Linked DNA regions of Mus musculus: region 2 is linked to region 1. The links are chromatin contacts, called in public Hi-C maps. All regions are on one chromosome and are shown on one strand. Each heading gives the region's core, a stretch centred on a gene start, on an enhancer-like site or on the middle of the called end of the contact. The rest is flanking DNA. Distances are from core to core; before and after follow the strand shown. Region 1 overlaps Cd200r1 (CD200 receptor 1). Region 2 overlaps Ccdc80 (coiled-coil domain containing 80).

Evidence for each region. A called contact is a pair of places that touch in the nucleus more often than the background predicts.
Region 2: a contact with region 1 is called in a Hi-C map of bone marrow-derived macrophages, with 13 read pairs. The contact joins two enhancer-like sites. A contact is called at or near these places in 1 of 15 datasets of contacts at CTCF or cohesin (CD8 T cells), 1 of 484 Hi-C or Micro-C datasets (bone marrow-derived macrophages) and 2 of 115 datasets of contacts at active chromatin or transcription factors (embryonic fibroblasts and embryonic stem cells).

What each region holds. Positions count from the first base shown.
Region 1 is chr16:44,788,816-44,796,090 of GRCm38.p6, forward strand. Cd200r1 (CD200 receptor 1) reads left to right here. Exons shown (of 7, transcript NM_021325.3): 3 at 732-1,046; 4 at 1,158-1,409; 5 at 3,912-4,011; 6 at 4,535-4,580; 7 at 5,385-6,162. The coding sequence ends at 5,525. Among named protein-coding and RNA genes, the nearest start is that of Cd200r1, 27 kb to the left of the region's middle. Within about 2 kb of position 5,771, at least 6 of the 459 cell types and tissues checked have an H3K27ac peak or open chromatin away from gene starts, as enhancers often do. A contact at or near this core is called in bone marrow-derived macrophages, where this site is marked.
Region 2 is chr16:45,107,151-45,114,155 of GRCm38.p6, forward strand. All of the region lies in intron 3 of Ccdc80 (coiled-coil domain containing 80), which reads left to right. Among named protein-coding and RNA genes, the nearest start is that of Ccdc80, 17 kb to the left of the region's middle. Within about 2 kb of position 3,516, at least 99 of the 459 cell types and tissues checked have an H3K27ac peak or open chromatin away from gene starts, as enhancers often do. A contact at or near this core is called in bone marrow-derived macrophages, where this site is marked.

The sequences.
Region 1 (7,275 bases), core at 4,521-7,020:
TCTTGCTTATCTTGTGGGAATGGAGAGTTGACCTTGCTTAGACACAGTAACTAATGCCTTGGCTGCTGGACAGATTCAGGATGCGTAGCCGAGTCTGGTGATGTAGTGTAATGGTGTGAGGGACCCTGAACACTTGCCTCTAAACCTTTACCATCTTAGAGTGAATGATGGAAAGACTGTGGCATTATCACCCTCCCAGGTCTGTGTTGAAGAACTTCTTTATTCATCTGATTAGGTGACCATGATTTGGATGTGACTTGTGAGGACTTGAGTTCCACAAAGAGCCAAGCGACATAGATATAGGATAGTAGAGATGTTAATGCAATGTTTATCATAAGCACGGCTTATCCCATCAAGTTCTCCTCCTGTTAAAGTGATGACATGGCTGACTTTAGTCACAAGTGATTGTGACAGATAAGTTTGTCGAGTTATCACCACTTAGCACACTTGTATCCATCAGGGATGATTTACATCAGTGTCCAAGCAATGTGAGGATTTATGGTGCAAGATGTGCATAGCCCACATGCCTGAACCTTTACTTTAGAAGATGAATAACATATTTAATTCTGATAGTTTGAACATACAGAAACAAAGAAATGTGAGACAAATCTACTATTGCTGTAATACTTCCATTAGTCAAGCATTGTTCTAGTGTAACTTCATATAAGTTACTGTGGATAGACCTAACTCACAAGGTTTCTTTTTCTCGTCCTTTCTCTCTGTGTATCCAGTGAACACTACAGTGTCTGTACAGATAGGTACAAAGGCTCTGCTCTGCTGCTTTTCTATTCCACTGACAAAAGCAGTATTAATCACATGGATAATAAAGCTCAGAGGCCTGCCATCCTGCACAATAGCATACAAAGTAGATACAAAGACCAATGAAACCAGCTGCTTGGGCAGGAACATCACCTGGGCCTCCACACCTGACCACAGTCCTGAACTTCAGATCAGTGCAGTGACCCTCCAGCATGAGGGGACTTACACATGTGAGACAGTAACACCTGAAGGGAATTTTGAAAAAAACTATGACCTCCAAGTGCTGGGTAAGTGACAATGTCACATATGTTGCTATTTTAGGTCACCAATTTTAGTTAGAAAAAATGTCCTTGTGATTATGACAAGACTGAATCTTTATTTTCTTTCTATCTCCCCAGTGCCCCCTGAAGTAACCTACTTTCCAGAGAAAAACAGATCTGCAGTCTGTGAGGCAATGGCAGGCAAGCCTGCTGCACAGATCTCTTGGTCTCCAGATGGGGACTGTGTCACTACGAGTGAATCACACAGCAATGGCACTGTGACTGTCAGGAGCACATGCCACTGGGAGCAGAACAATGTGTCTGATGTGTCCTGCATTGTCTCTCATTTGACTGGTAACCAATCTCTGTCCATAGAACTGAGTAGAGGTGGTGAGTACCTTTTTATTTTTTGCCTTTAATATGTATGTATGTATGTATGTATGTATGTATGTATGTATGTATGTATATTGTATTAGTCAGGGTTCTCTAGAGTCACAGAACTTATGGATAGTCTCTAAATAGTAAAGGAATTTATTGATGACTTACAGTCGGCAGCCGAATTCCCAACAATTGTTCAGTCGCAGCTGTGAATGGAAGTCCAAGGATCTAGCAGTTACTCAGTCTCACGCAGCAAGCAGGCAAAGGAGCAAGAGCAAGAGCTAGACTCCCTTCTTCCAATGTCCTTATATTGTCTCCAGCAGAAGGTGGAGCCCAGATTAAAGGTGTGTTCCACCACACCTTTAATCCCAGATGAAAGGCGTAGCCCAGATTAAAGGTGTGTTCCTTAAACTCGGAGATTCAATCTTCTGGAATCCATAGCCACTATGGCTCAAGATCTCCATACCAAGATCCAGATAAGGATCTCCAAGCCTCCAGATAAGGGTCACTGGTGAGCCTTCCAATTCCGGATTGTAGTTCATTCCAAATATTGTCAAGTTGACAACCAGGAATAGCCACTACATATATGTATGTGTATATATATTTATGTTTGTGCATGTGCCATAGTAAGTTTGTAGGGGCCGGAGAACAACATGTCGTTCTACCATGTGGGATAGAAATTCGGTCCACAGGTTTGGCAGCATGTGTTTTCACCTGCTGAACTATCCACAGCCCTATCTACCTGGTTTTCCTTTCTTTTTCTTTTTCTCTGTTTTTTCTTCCACCATTTATCTTTTTCTTCTTCTGAGATAAGATCTCTCTTTGTAGCCTTGACTTATGATCTGCCTTTATCTGCTGCCCGACTGGTTGGATTCCAGGGCAGTTGTTCCTTCCTTGAGAGGGAACTGGTATTTCATTTATTCTTCAGTAGTAGATAATGAATAACTCAGGACGGGGAAGACAATTTGAGCAGCTTATTTGGATATTGTTCTAAAGCTAGGAAATCCACTGCTGTGCCTGGAAGTCTCTTCTAACTTCATATCAAGGGAAAAGAACTGTCAGTACTAAGTAGTTCTAATCTGTACTTCTGTAAATGCCCTTTTTAAAGGACCACCATAAAATATTTTCATACTTCAGTGATGTGTAGACTTTAAGTCTCAGATTATTGATATAATATATCAATACTTTTATATGTCTTATGCTTATTGAGTTGACAACCAAGAGTGTTGATTCTTCTCTTTCTGATTTTCTTGCAGTTCTTCAAAGTGAGCACCAGGTTTGCCTGCTCATGCCATCTTGTCTCTGAAGCCAATATTTATTGGAAATTATTTATATATTTGAAGCTCAAGATATGATGATAAAAATGAGAACATTCCTAGCTTTATATTGGGTTTCAGGATACAAAATGGCAGTTAGGTGTAAAGTGTTTGCACAACATGGCTTCTTATTCACAGCTGTACAAGTCTGAATAGATACATGAAATGCTCTGAGGTACTGGGTACTCTGTCAGTCCATTCTCTTTCTTTCTGTGGAAACAGGGTTCTTAGTATTCTGCAAAGACAGCAAGCAACAGAAAAACTTACTGCATCATTTTTTCTTTTCCCAAAGATATCTCTTGTTTTGTTTCTCTTTTTTGAATAAAGAGATAGATATTTAGTCTATGAAAGTTCTGAGGCACTTTTTAAAAGTTTTTATCCTTAAAAGTTTTACACACACACACACACACACACACACACACACACATCTTTGATGACATTTCTTCCATTATCCTGTTTTATCTCCTTTGATTGAACTTCTTCTCAACATGCCCCCTCCTACTTCTTTGTGTGCATGTGTATGTGTAGATGTGCATGTTGGGGATGTTGTGTTGTTGTCATTGTTGGTGTGTGTATGTGTGTGGCATAATGTGTTTAATTGAGGTTACTTGCGTGAGTATTTATGGGGAATTATGTAATTGATCAAGGACAACCTATGGTCTATTCCCCTGTTAATGGTGGAATGTTGATAGGTCCAGTCTTGTACATGCCCCTGCTGTTTTGAGTTCAACACCAATTTTATTCCTGGAGGATAGGGTTTTACAACACTCCTTCTTATCCTCTGGCTTTTACATTCTTTTTGCCACTCTCCCTCTATGTTCTTTGAAACTTGGTGGGGTGGTAGATATACAATGTTTAAGGCTGAACATTCCATTCAACAACCATTTATTCTCAGAAACTTGAATAGTTATGGGTCCCTGCATTAGCCATCAGTCATTGAAAATATTTTTTTCTGATCAGGACTGAAAGCAGCATTAATTTATGAGTATAAAAGAAATGTTTAGAAGACAATGGACAGTGTGTCCATTTAGCAAAGCAACAGTAGAAGACCGGTACCACCTCTCCTCCGGAGCTCATGATCTTTCTGGCCACCTGATTTTGGGCATGTTTCAGTACTGCTTCATTTTATCAATGAAAAGTATACGATTATCTGGACTTACCACCTTTGAACCATAACATTTTCTGTCTATCATTACAGGTAACCAATCATTACGACCATATATTCCATACATCATACCATCAATTATCATTTTGATCATCATAGGATGCATTTGTCTTTTGAAAATCAGTGGCTTCAGGTATTAATTGATGAAATTTTTCTTCAACTTTATTGGATTATAAAAGGGTGAGAAATATGTGGCTGACTGGCTGTTACATTAGGCAGGAACAACAATGTTCTTGTAAGCAAAAGGGACACATGCAGTATTAGAATGAGATTATCTTGCATGATGACAGTGTTTAGTGAGTTGCTCAGATGGCCAAGCACTGTGAATTAAGCCAATTAGGGCTGAGAATTAGGACATTCTAATATCTTCAATTTGAGGAAATAGCCACAATATTTCTTTTTATATAACAAAGAGATGGCATTGCATCAAGTTCCTATCTTGATGTGTTTCTTTTTTCTTTTTTTTTTTTTGCCTAAGAACCAGAATTCTTTGTTATAATAAATGCAAATTGGGGTATTTCATTCATTTCTGGTAGTTTATTTCTGATTTACAGAGACTTCCTATTAATTATTAGAACATTTTGATAGAATAACTGTTTATTCTAAACAATGATGTTACCTGCAGTCACTCCAGATTGTTTTGTTTTGCTTTTTAGAAAATGCAAATTGCCAAAATTAGAAGCTACTTCAGCTATTGAGGAGGTAAGATAAATTAATGTATATTTGCAAACTTTAAAGCCACATGGTCTTAAATCTAACAGAATAATATGTAATTTGCATTAGTACTCATGTTTCTGTTGAACAAATGTTCTAACATTGCAGTTAGTAGTCAGATATACTTATTTTGCTAAATATCTATCAAAGTATATATAATATATTTCTTATAAACAGTTAAAGTTTCAAAATGTTCTGATAATTAATATGTATGTTTCAACAAATCAGAAATTAACTACTAGTTATGGAGTACACTGATTTGTAATTACTATAACAAAGGAGAAAATTCTGCATATGAATATCTATCTATTCAGCTATTTATCTTCCAATCTAATTTTTCATCTGATAAACTGTATCTTAACAACTTTGCCAAATTTGGATTGTAATCTCTGGAGAAATCCAGTAGATGTTTCCTTCTCCATGAAACAGTGTCTAATTCTCCACTTCCCCATTTAAACACCACTATAATATTTCTCTTATCTAAGCTTAAAGCAGCCTGCTCCTTAGTCTCCTATGACCAGCTTCTTATTTTCTTTGACTCATTCTTTTGAAATACTTCTTATATCACCTCATTCCTCTACATGTCTATATTCACCCAACAACCATTTCACACAAAATATAAATAACCATCAAATGTTTGTGATAGATTATTAGAACAAAGCCTTGATCTTCTGAGGCAGATAAACAGTTTTAAACATTATTAGTAGATGCTAAATGTGGTAGAAACTTGGGTAATTTTGGTAATGATGTCTAGCTCTTTTGAATGGATTTTAACTTTGAGCTTTCTTCAAGGATGAAATGCAGCCTTATGCTAGCTATACAGAGAAGAGCAATCCACTCTATGATACTGTGACTAAGGTGGAGGCATTTCCAGTATCACAAGGCGAAGTCAATGGCACAGACTGCCTTACTTTGTCGGCCATTGGAATCTAGAACCAAGAAAAAAGAAGTCAAGAGACATCATAATTACTGCTTTGCTTTCTTTAAAATTCGACAATGGAAGGACTACTTGGAAATTAGCTCTTCCAAAGCTATTAAAAAGCACAAATGTTCTAATGAAATTGCATTTAAATTCTATCATTGGAAGTTTGGAATCTCTGCTGCTACCTGTTAATTTTAGGAAGAACTGATTTAATTATTACAAAGAAAGCACATGGTTATGGTGAAATATCAAGTTGTGCAATAAAGTATGATGAAAACTGAGTTTCCTCAAGAAATAACTGCAGGAGGAACAATCATCACTAAAGAATTTCATGTGAGTTCTTACAAAAAAATTCCTATGTATACATGACTATGGTATGTGTGTCCAATTACATGTTTATTTACAAATGTGTATATATGCACACATTTGCTTTTCAGGACATCTCCTTGTAAAAAACACACTGGAGTTTTGGATTTATAAAAGCTTATAAAGTGAGCATTGGAGATATTTTTATATCAGCATAAGTAAATCTACCTCATTCTTTTTAATGGCTACATAGAATTCTCCTGTATGATTACATTGTAATTTAATTAATCATGGCCCTTGGATTTTGTGTTGTGTGTGGTATTAAACAAAACCATGTAGAATATTTGTTGTGGTGAATCTCTGCATTATTTGAGTGCACCTGTGAGATAATTTCTTTGAGTGTAATGGTCCTGTCAGTTGGAATGCATTTTTATTATTATTTTTTTCCCATTTTTATTAGGTATTTAGCTCATTTACATTTCCAATGCTATACCAAAAGTCCCCCATACCCACCCATCCCCACTCCCCTACCCACCCACTCCCCCTTTTTGGCCCTGGCGTTCCCCTGTACTGGGGCATATAAAGTTTGCGTGTCCAATGGGCCTCTCTTTCCAGTGATGGCCAACTAGGCCATCTTTTGATACATATGCAGCTAGAGTCAAGAGCTCCGGGTACTCGTTAGTTCATAATGTTGTTCCACCTATAGGGTTGCAGATCCCTTTAGCTCCTTGGGTACTTTCTCTAGCTCCTCCATTGGGAGCCCTGTGATCCATCCATTAGCTGACTGTGAGCATCCACTTCTGCGTTTGCTAGGCCCCGGCATAGTCTCACAAGAGACAGCTACATCTGGGTCCTTTCGATAAAATCTTGCTAGTGTATGCAATGGTGTCAGCGTTTGGATGCTGATTATGGGGTGGATCCCTGGATATGGCAGTCTCTACATGGTCCATCCTTTCATCTCAGCTCCAAACTTTGTCTTTGTAACTCCTTCCAAGGTTGTTTTGTTCCCACTTCTAAGGAGGGGCATAGTGTCCACACTTCAGTCTTAATTTTTCTTGAGTTTCATGTGTTTAGGAAATTGTATCTTATATCTTGGGTATCCTAGGTTTTGGGCTAATATCCACTTATCAGTGAGTACATATTGTGTGAGTTCCTTTGTGAATATGTTACCTCACTCAGGATGATGCCCTCCAGGTCCATCCATTTGGCTAGGAATTTCATAAATTCATTCTTTTTAATAGCTGAGTAGTACTCCATTGTGTAGATTTACCACATTTTCTGTATCCATTCCTCTGTTGAGGGGCATCTGGGTTCTTTTCAGCTTCTGGCTATTATAAATAAGGCTGCTATGCACATAGTGGAGCATGTGTCCTTCTTACCAGTTGGGGCATCTTCTGGATATATGCCCAGGAGAGGTATTGCTGGATCCTCTGGTAGTACTATGTCCAATTTTCT
Region 2 (7,005 bases), core at 2,266-4,765, 320 kb after region 1:
GAGTGACAGCACTGGCCTGCTTTGAAAGAGGGGGATGATTTTTTTCTTTCACTTAATTCCTGGAAGGCCCTTCCCTCCCTGTGTCCCAGGTTACCCTCATGAGAAAGGCTTGTAGCTCTTTCAGCCAAGACTGGGATTCAGTTATGGGAAAATAAAATTTGGCATGAGCTGTAGTCTTAGTAAACCAAATCCCAGCTTTGTCTGATTTTCAGCCTGAGATCTGTCCAGTAGTTTTACTTCTCTTTAAATATGAAGTAAATACTCTGTATTTCTCCAGAGTTTTACTGGCCCTTGAAAGCGAACACTGACAACCAGACACAATGTGGATGCACCCATCAGCTGGTCCATCTTGCTGACAATAGTTAGAACATGATCTATGGGCCTACAAACACTAGGAAATTAAACTTAAGATTTCAGACATTCATCTAAAAAAAGTCACAAGATTTGGGCAAATTCCAGTGCCCATATGGGTTTGCCAACATAGAAGGATATTATATGTGAGATACTAAAATGGATTCACATATAAAGGCTTTCTCTGTTGTTTCTATTTAAAATGCCAATCTAGAATAAGAATATTGGTGTTTATGTTGAGTTGAAAGATCAAAGAATTGGTCAGTTAGGAAGAAGTTTCTGTATACTGGTTCCTTACCAAAGGATCAAATGAGAAGGAGCTAGAATACAGCAGGTGGGAATTGGATTCCCCTAAAAAAAACCCATGAACTTGATAAATATTTTTACATTTGTCTTGATCCCCACATACTAGGTACTAAAACTCAAAGGATACTTGAAGTCCCCCACCCACCCCAGTGTGTGCTCTTACTCACTGGGTTATCTCCCCAGCTCTGATAGCTTCCTCTGAGGCAATTGGTGTTTAAGGGTCATTAATAAAAAGGAGGTAGAAAAGTTGATGGATGTGGGATACAGTATAAGAAGTGACAACATTGTTTATATAAACAAGGAATGCACAGAGATGAATTTTAAAGTAACATTTACAAATAAGAATGACAGAACACATTCTAGTTTACATTATTTTTTTTTGTCTTCGATTTTCCTGAAGAGAATTATGTTATATGGTAAAGCTCACATCAATACCCATAATAATGCCCCCAAACTGCTTCCCCTTTGAGCCAGACCAGAAAACCTGGTCCTCTGACTCCAGGTGTTGCTTTCATCTGTGGTGACAGCACCTGCCAACTGCCCTTCCTAGACCCCTCCACCCTTATTGAGGGAGGCAGGAAGTCTGGGTAAGCGGGTGTCCACAGTGTCTCGGTGTTTCCTGTGTACTCAGTCTCTGATGATTAACTATGTAAATGGGCTACAAAGTCGAGCATCCCTTCGCTCATCTTACTCCAGCCCCTGTCCTTACCATCTAATGTATCACTGTTAGCATCAACCCTGGACAATCAGGGGGACAAAAGTACAGAGGTCAAATGTGCAAAACAAGTCACTGTGGAGGAGACACAAGTGATTCCTTGTCAAAAGATGAGCAAATACAAAAACCATGCTCTATCGACCCAGAGGATGTGGGGAAATGGATGCCACTAGAAATCATGCTAGGCACAAGAAACCAGACTCATAAAGACAGCTAATATTTTCCCTCATGTGCAGGAGCTACATTTAAACTTTTATGTGTATGTGTGTATGTGTACTCATGAAAAGATAGACTCTTCCAACTACCATAATCAAAGATAACACCATAAATGGCATAAATAGTGGGTTTATTAATGGAGAAGCCTTGGGAAATAAAATTTATGTTACTCTAATTTTGAAAACTGAGATATTTTATCTTTAACTTTTGTTGTTGATACATTTTATACTATTTATATAAGAAGTTGTACAATGAAGGTTCTTGAATCTATGCCTGATTCTTTTATCTATTACTCCCTGCTCTCTGCAGGCAATAATATGTATTTGTGCTTCTTTATAGACATACAAATATCTATTTTCTATTTGTTATATATAAATATATATTTCATATATAACACTCACATATATACACACACATACATATATAAGGAGAGAGAGAGGGGAGAGAGAGAGAGAGAGAGAGAGAGAGAGAGAGAGAGAGAGAGAGAGAGAGAGAGAGAGAGAGAGAGAGAGACTAAGTTGCCCAGAATGGCCTGGAACTCACTCTCTAGTCCAGGTTGGCCTTGAACTTGCCATCCTCCTGCCTCAGCCTCCTGGGATTCCAGATGTGCACCACCAAATGTATTGAAAGAGGCCATAGTTTCAGCAATTGAAAATAGAGATCTCGAGCATAGTATATGTATTCTGTCTTAATAGATAGATTAGTTAAGATACACTGGGTCGATAACATTAATGGCCTTATATGCTATGATAAGAGTTCAGGTTTTCTTCTGTAAGAGAGGGACTTTCTGTCCTTTGAGTGCATTACAATTAGCTAGGAAACCTGTTTGGATGCAGCTCACTTGGTCTTACCATGAGTGAATCTAATTTGATTGGTCTGGATCCAAAGATTGTAATAGGAAGATTTCTTGTGACGGTGATGAAAGTTGGCAATAAATTCCACTCTTTAGAAAAAGCCAGTGATGAAGTGCTGCAGCAACAGGAGACAGTGAAATGATCCCAGCATTGGTGAAGGGCTTTATAGATGCACCACGAAGTGCTTGCTCCAAGGAAATAATGGATTTGATCATGATGGCCTGTGAACAAAGATTAGGGTCACCTTGAATGGCATGCTCTAAAGTGGAAGAGGTTGTATGAGCTTTCATAGTGGTAGAACAAAAAGAAAACTCATAAATCAAATACATTGGTGGGAGATCAGGTTGGTGAGGTACAACACATCAGGGCAATCTCTTCTATAGTTTTCAGATGTCATGTTTCTCTCTCTCTCTCTCTCTCTCTCTCTCTCAGATGTCATGTTTCTCTCTCTCTCTCTCTCTCTCTCTCTCTCTGTGTGTGTGTGTTTGTATGAGTCTTTATGTGTATGTGTGTGTGTATATATATTTATGTGCGTGTTTGTGTGTCTGAGTGTTTCTCTGTGTGTTTGTATGTGTGTCTACGTGTGTATCTATGTGTGTATGTGTGTCCATGCTGTGTCTGTATGTTCTATTATGTGCCATTCTGTGTAATGATCACACGTTGATGTCAGATTTCTTCTTTAATCACACTCCACCATTTTCTCATCTTCTTTCTTTCCTTCCTTCCTTCCTCCCTCCCTCCCTCCCTCCCTCCCTCCCTCCCTCCCTCCCTCCCTCCCTTCCTTCCTTCCTTCCTTCCTAAGACAGGGTCTCACTGTGTAACCAGGTTGCCTGGAACTCTGTATGTAGACCAGTCCAACCTCAAACTCACAGAAATCTGTCTGCTTTTGCCTCCAGAATGCTTGGATTAAAGTGTGCATCTCCATGCCTGGCTTCCCCACCTCATTTTAAATACAGAGTCTCTCACTAGGCCTGAAGCTTGCTGATTGGCTAGATTGAGTAGCTAGTACATTCCCCTGCTCAGCTTTCTATGTTGGGACTGGCGATCCAAACTCAGCTCCTTATGCTGGCGTGGCAAGTGCTGTGCCAAATGAGTCATCGCCTCAGCCCAGATGTTATCTTTTAACATTCATAGCTTTAGGGCTGGTGGAGATCTGCTGAGTAGCACATTCCAAAGGTTTTACTAATAGTCAGAAAGATGGTGAGGTCAAAGACATGGTTTGGGAGTGAGTGGATCTTAAGAAAGCTAAAGATAGCCCGAGATAATTTTGTCTCTTAATCTTCAACATCCCCTCTCTCCACAGTTACAACATTCTAGTCAGTCACTCAGTCAGTCGTCTGTCAGTCTGTCTGCACACTCTCCAGCACAGATATGGCACCCTTAGAGAACTTCAGTTCACAGCTTGAATTTAGGGGAAGGAAAAGAAATTGTGGATGCCAAGAGAGGAACTAGTCACAAGTGGGGTTTTGACTATAATGCTGGCATACAATTGTTTAATAGCTTCTAATTGAAGCTAATTTTTAAGTGCGACTGTGCTGTCTATAGTCAATCAAATACATGAAGAAACTTACTATAATGCAACCAGAAATGTGCCACTGGATTTTGGGACTGGGATTCCTAAATAATGAGAAACCAGACAAGCATCCCACAGACTATTTGTAAGAGGGTGAAAAAGAGCTCTCATCTGGCTAGTCTTTTCCTTGATAATTCCATTCTTGTTCTCACAAAATGAACATCGATCTTTGAGTCATGTTAGCTAAATTAGGAGAAAGTTAACAGTTTATAGGACCTCTTTAAAGAATGTCTACTTGTAAGTCTTAGAGAACTCCATGAGGACTGACTAGTGTGCTCAGACAGAGTGGATAAATTAAGAATCCATACATTCTGCCTTGCCTCCCAGACTGAAGACTATTAGCCCAGCTCTGATTTGCACAGAATGCAGAGGGTAGCCGAGACCTGGGGTTAGCGTAGACAGCCGCAGGCAGGAGCTGGCCTCACATGCACCTTCTTCAGAACTTGGCCAGGAGTGGAGTCTTCCCTGCTGTACTTGCCTCTGTCCTTCTTGGATCCAGCCTTGATCAGAGACTTCATTGTTTCCCTTGGGCAGATTTTTCTCCTCAGGCCAAACATGTAGACATTTCAGTAGCCTGAGAGTGTAAAACGTTTTCTTTCTAATGTTTAGCTGAATTACTTCTGAAAACATTTTGCTTGAGAGTTGAAACCAGACTGTGAAATCAGCTTCTTGCTGGTTAGAGCAAGTTTGTCTTAGGCCTTAAACCATGGTCCATTTGGCCAGTGATTGGGAGGTGTTTGTGTATAGTACAGTGAGGGCTCCAGGGGAGGAAGTCAGGCTGTCTGAGTCCTGCTGCCATTTTGCTTCTAGTAGCAGTGTGACCTTGAGCAAGTCAGTCCTCTTTTTCTTCCTCAGAATCTGTTACAGAGTGTGTTCTCTGAGGAAGAGAGCTCGAATCTCTAGTTTTGAATGTAAGGAGGTAAATGGAGAGTTAGCACCCTTCCTCCAGTCCTATGGGGAAAGGAGAGCAAGAATGGACAGAAGGGGAGTTTTGAGCTCTAATGTGGCTAACACTTGGGGCTTCCAGTTTGGAGGTGAGTGGTATGGCTTTTATATCCATTATTCTTGCCCAACGCTGCACCTACCATTGTACATGCACAAGGTCAGGTCAGTGAGATGGCAAAAGGACTTACCGTTCAAAGTCTGGTAACTGGAGTTTAGTCCCTTTGGCCCATGTAAGGATGGAAATAGAGAATAGATTACACAGACTTGTCCTCTGACTTCTGAATGTACACCATGGCACAAGCACCCACTTACTCACATCATGGACACACACACACACACACACACACAGAGAGAGAGAGAGAGAGAGAGAGAGAGAGAGAGAGAGAGAGAGGATAATAATGATAATAAAATATATATATTTTCATAAAAGAGGTCAAGGCCATCTTCAGGTACAGAATGAGTTTAGACCAGCCTGGGCTACATGAGACCCTGCTTAAAAAGTAAACAATATAAGGTAACAACAAACCCCTCAAAGTTATAATTCCTAGGTGAAGATAAAACCTGTTTATAAAGATTTAGAATATTAACTGCAAAGGATGTTTTTAGTTTTCATAGTTCTGTTAGCATTTTATTTATGCATAATAACAGGTTTTATTGTCACATTTCTTTCAAGTTCACAATATATTTGATCATCTTAGTACTGTTTTCTTGTCTTGGCCTCTTCCCATTCTCACTGATGTCATCACTCTTCCCAGTTAGCCCTCCTTCTGTGTGTGTGTGTGTGTGTGTGTGTACCAATTAGCTCCTGTAGCATTGCTAGCAGAAACAAGGGTGAGAGTTTGTTTATAGAAACATGGGAACATTATCAGCATCTCTAGCACTGAAGACAATGGTTTCTTCCTTCCCTGTCAACCATTATATAGAGCTCCAGCGCCTTACAATCCGCCCCTTATTCTGCGACTAGGTGTTGATGGGTACCGTCTTGTATAGGTAAGCATGTTGGCCAGGAGTGTCAAAAGTACAACAGCCATGTCATCATGCCAGCCCTAGAACTCAGCATGCATCTCTTCTGCCTTCTTCCAGCTTTTACACTCTTCCTGTTCCTCCTCTGGCCTGTTCCCTGAGCCTTGGAGGCAACATTATAGCTGTCTCCTTTATGGTAGGTAATTCCACAACTGGTTATTCCCAATACCTTGATCAACAGTGAGTCTCTGGAGCTACCACGAGGCAATGCAAAAGGCTGACAACAGTGCTATCCTATGGGCACAAACGCAGTCATTTGGAAGGTAGTTTGATGGACAGATAGTTAAGGACATTTTAAATCTTTGTTATTATTCACAGAATTATTTATGCCTTGTTGAAATTTGAATAGTATAGATATAGAGAGTAACAAGTCACTACTCCACCTATGGTTGCCATTGCTGTCCCATAGAGAAAATCACTGTGAACAGCTGTGTCCTACAGAATGGGTGCTGCATGTTGTGTGTTCCTATTTGCATCTTCTTTTGCCTTAAAATGTTTTGAACTGAGAATAGTATCACGCTGCACATTTACTTCTGCAACTTACTTTCTATGCTGAAGAAGATATACTAAAAACAAGCAAAACTACTACCCCAACATATTAGCTTTTAATTAGTATATATTTTATCAACAACAAACTATACAATTGAAAAACTAGATATGTGGTCTTTGTAATATGTCCTATCATAGTCTCCTCCAGTTTTCAGACAGTTTTTGGTCCTCACACAGTTTCTTAGGTCCTGTGTCTATGGACCACCTCCATGAAGCACTATTAGGACTTTGGAAAAGAAACTAGGTTTCTTTCTCTTTTCACTTTGTTTTGTAGAAATCAATTTACTTGTTTCTATTTTTTCAACTAGCATAATCAACTGGATGGAAGTAACAGTTTAACTGTAATTGTCTTCCTATTGGGAAGGCAATAGATATGTTCAGCTTTAATCTTTTATTTGCAAAATAGTCCCTAGTACTGCTCCCTGTGTCCCTGTTGATAACTGAGACTCGCTGTGCTAACAGTTATGATGTCT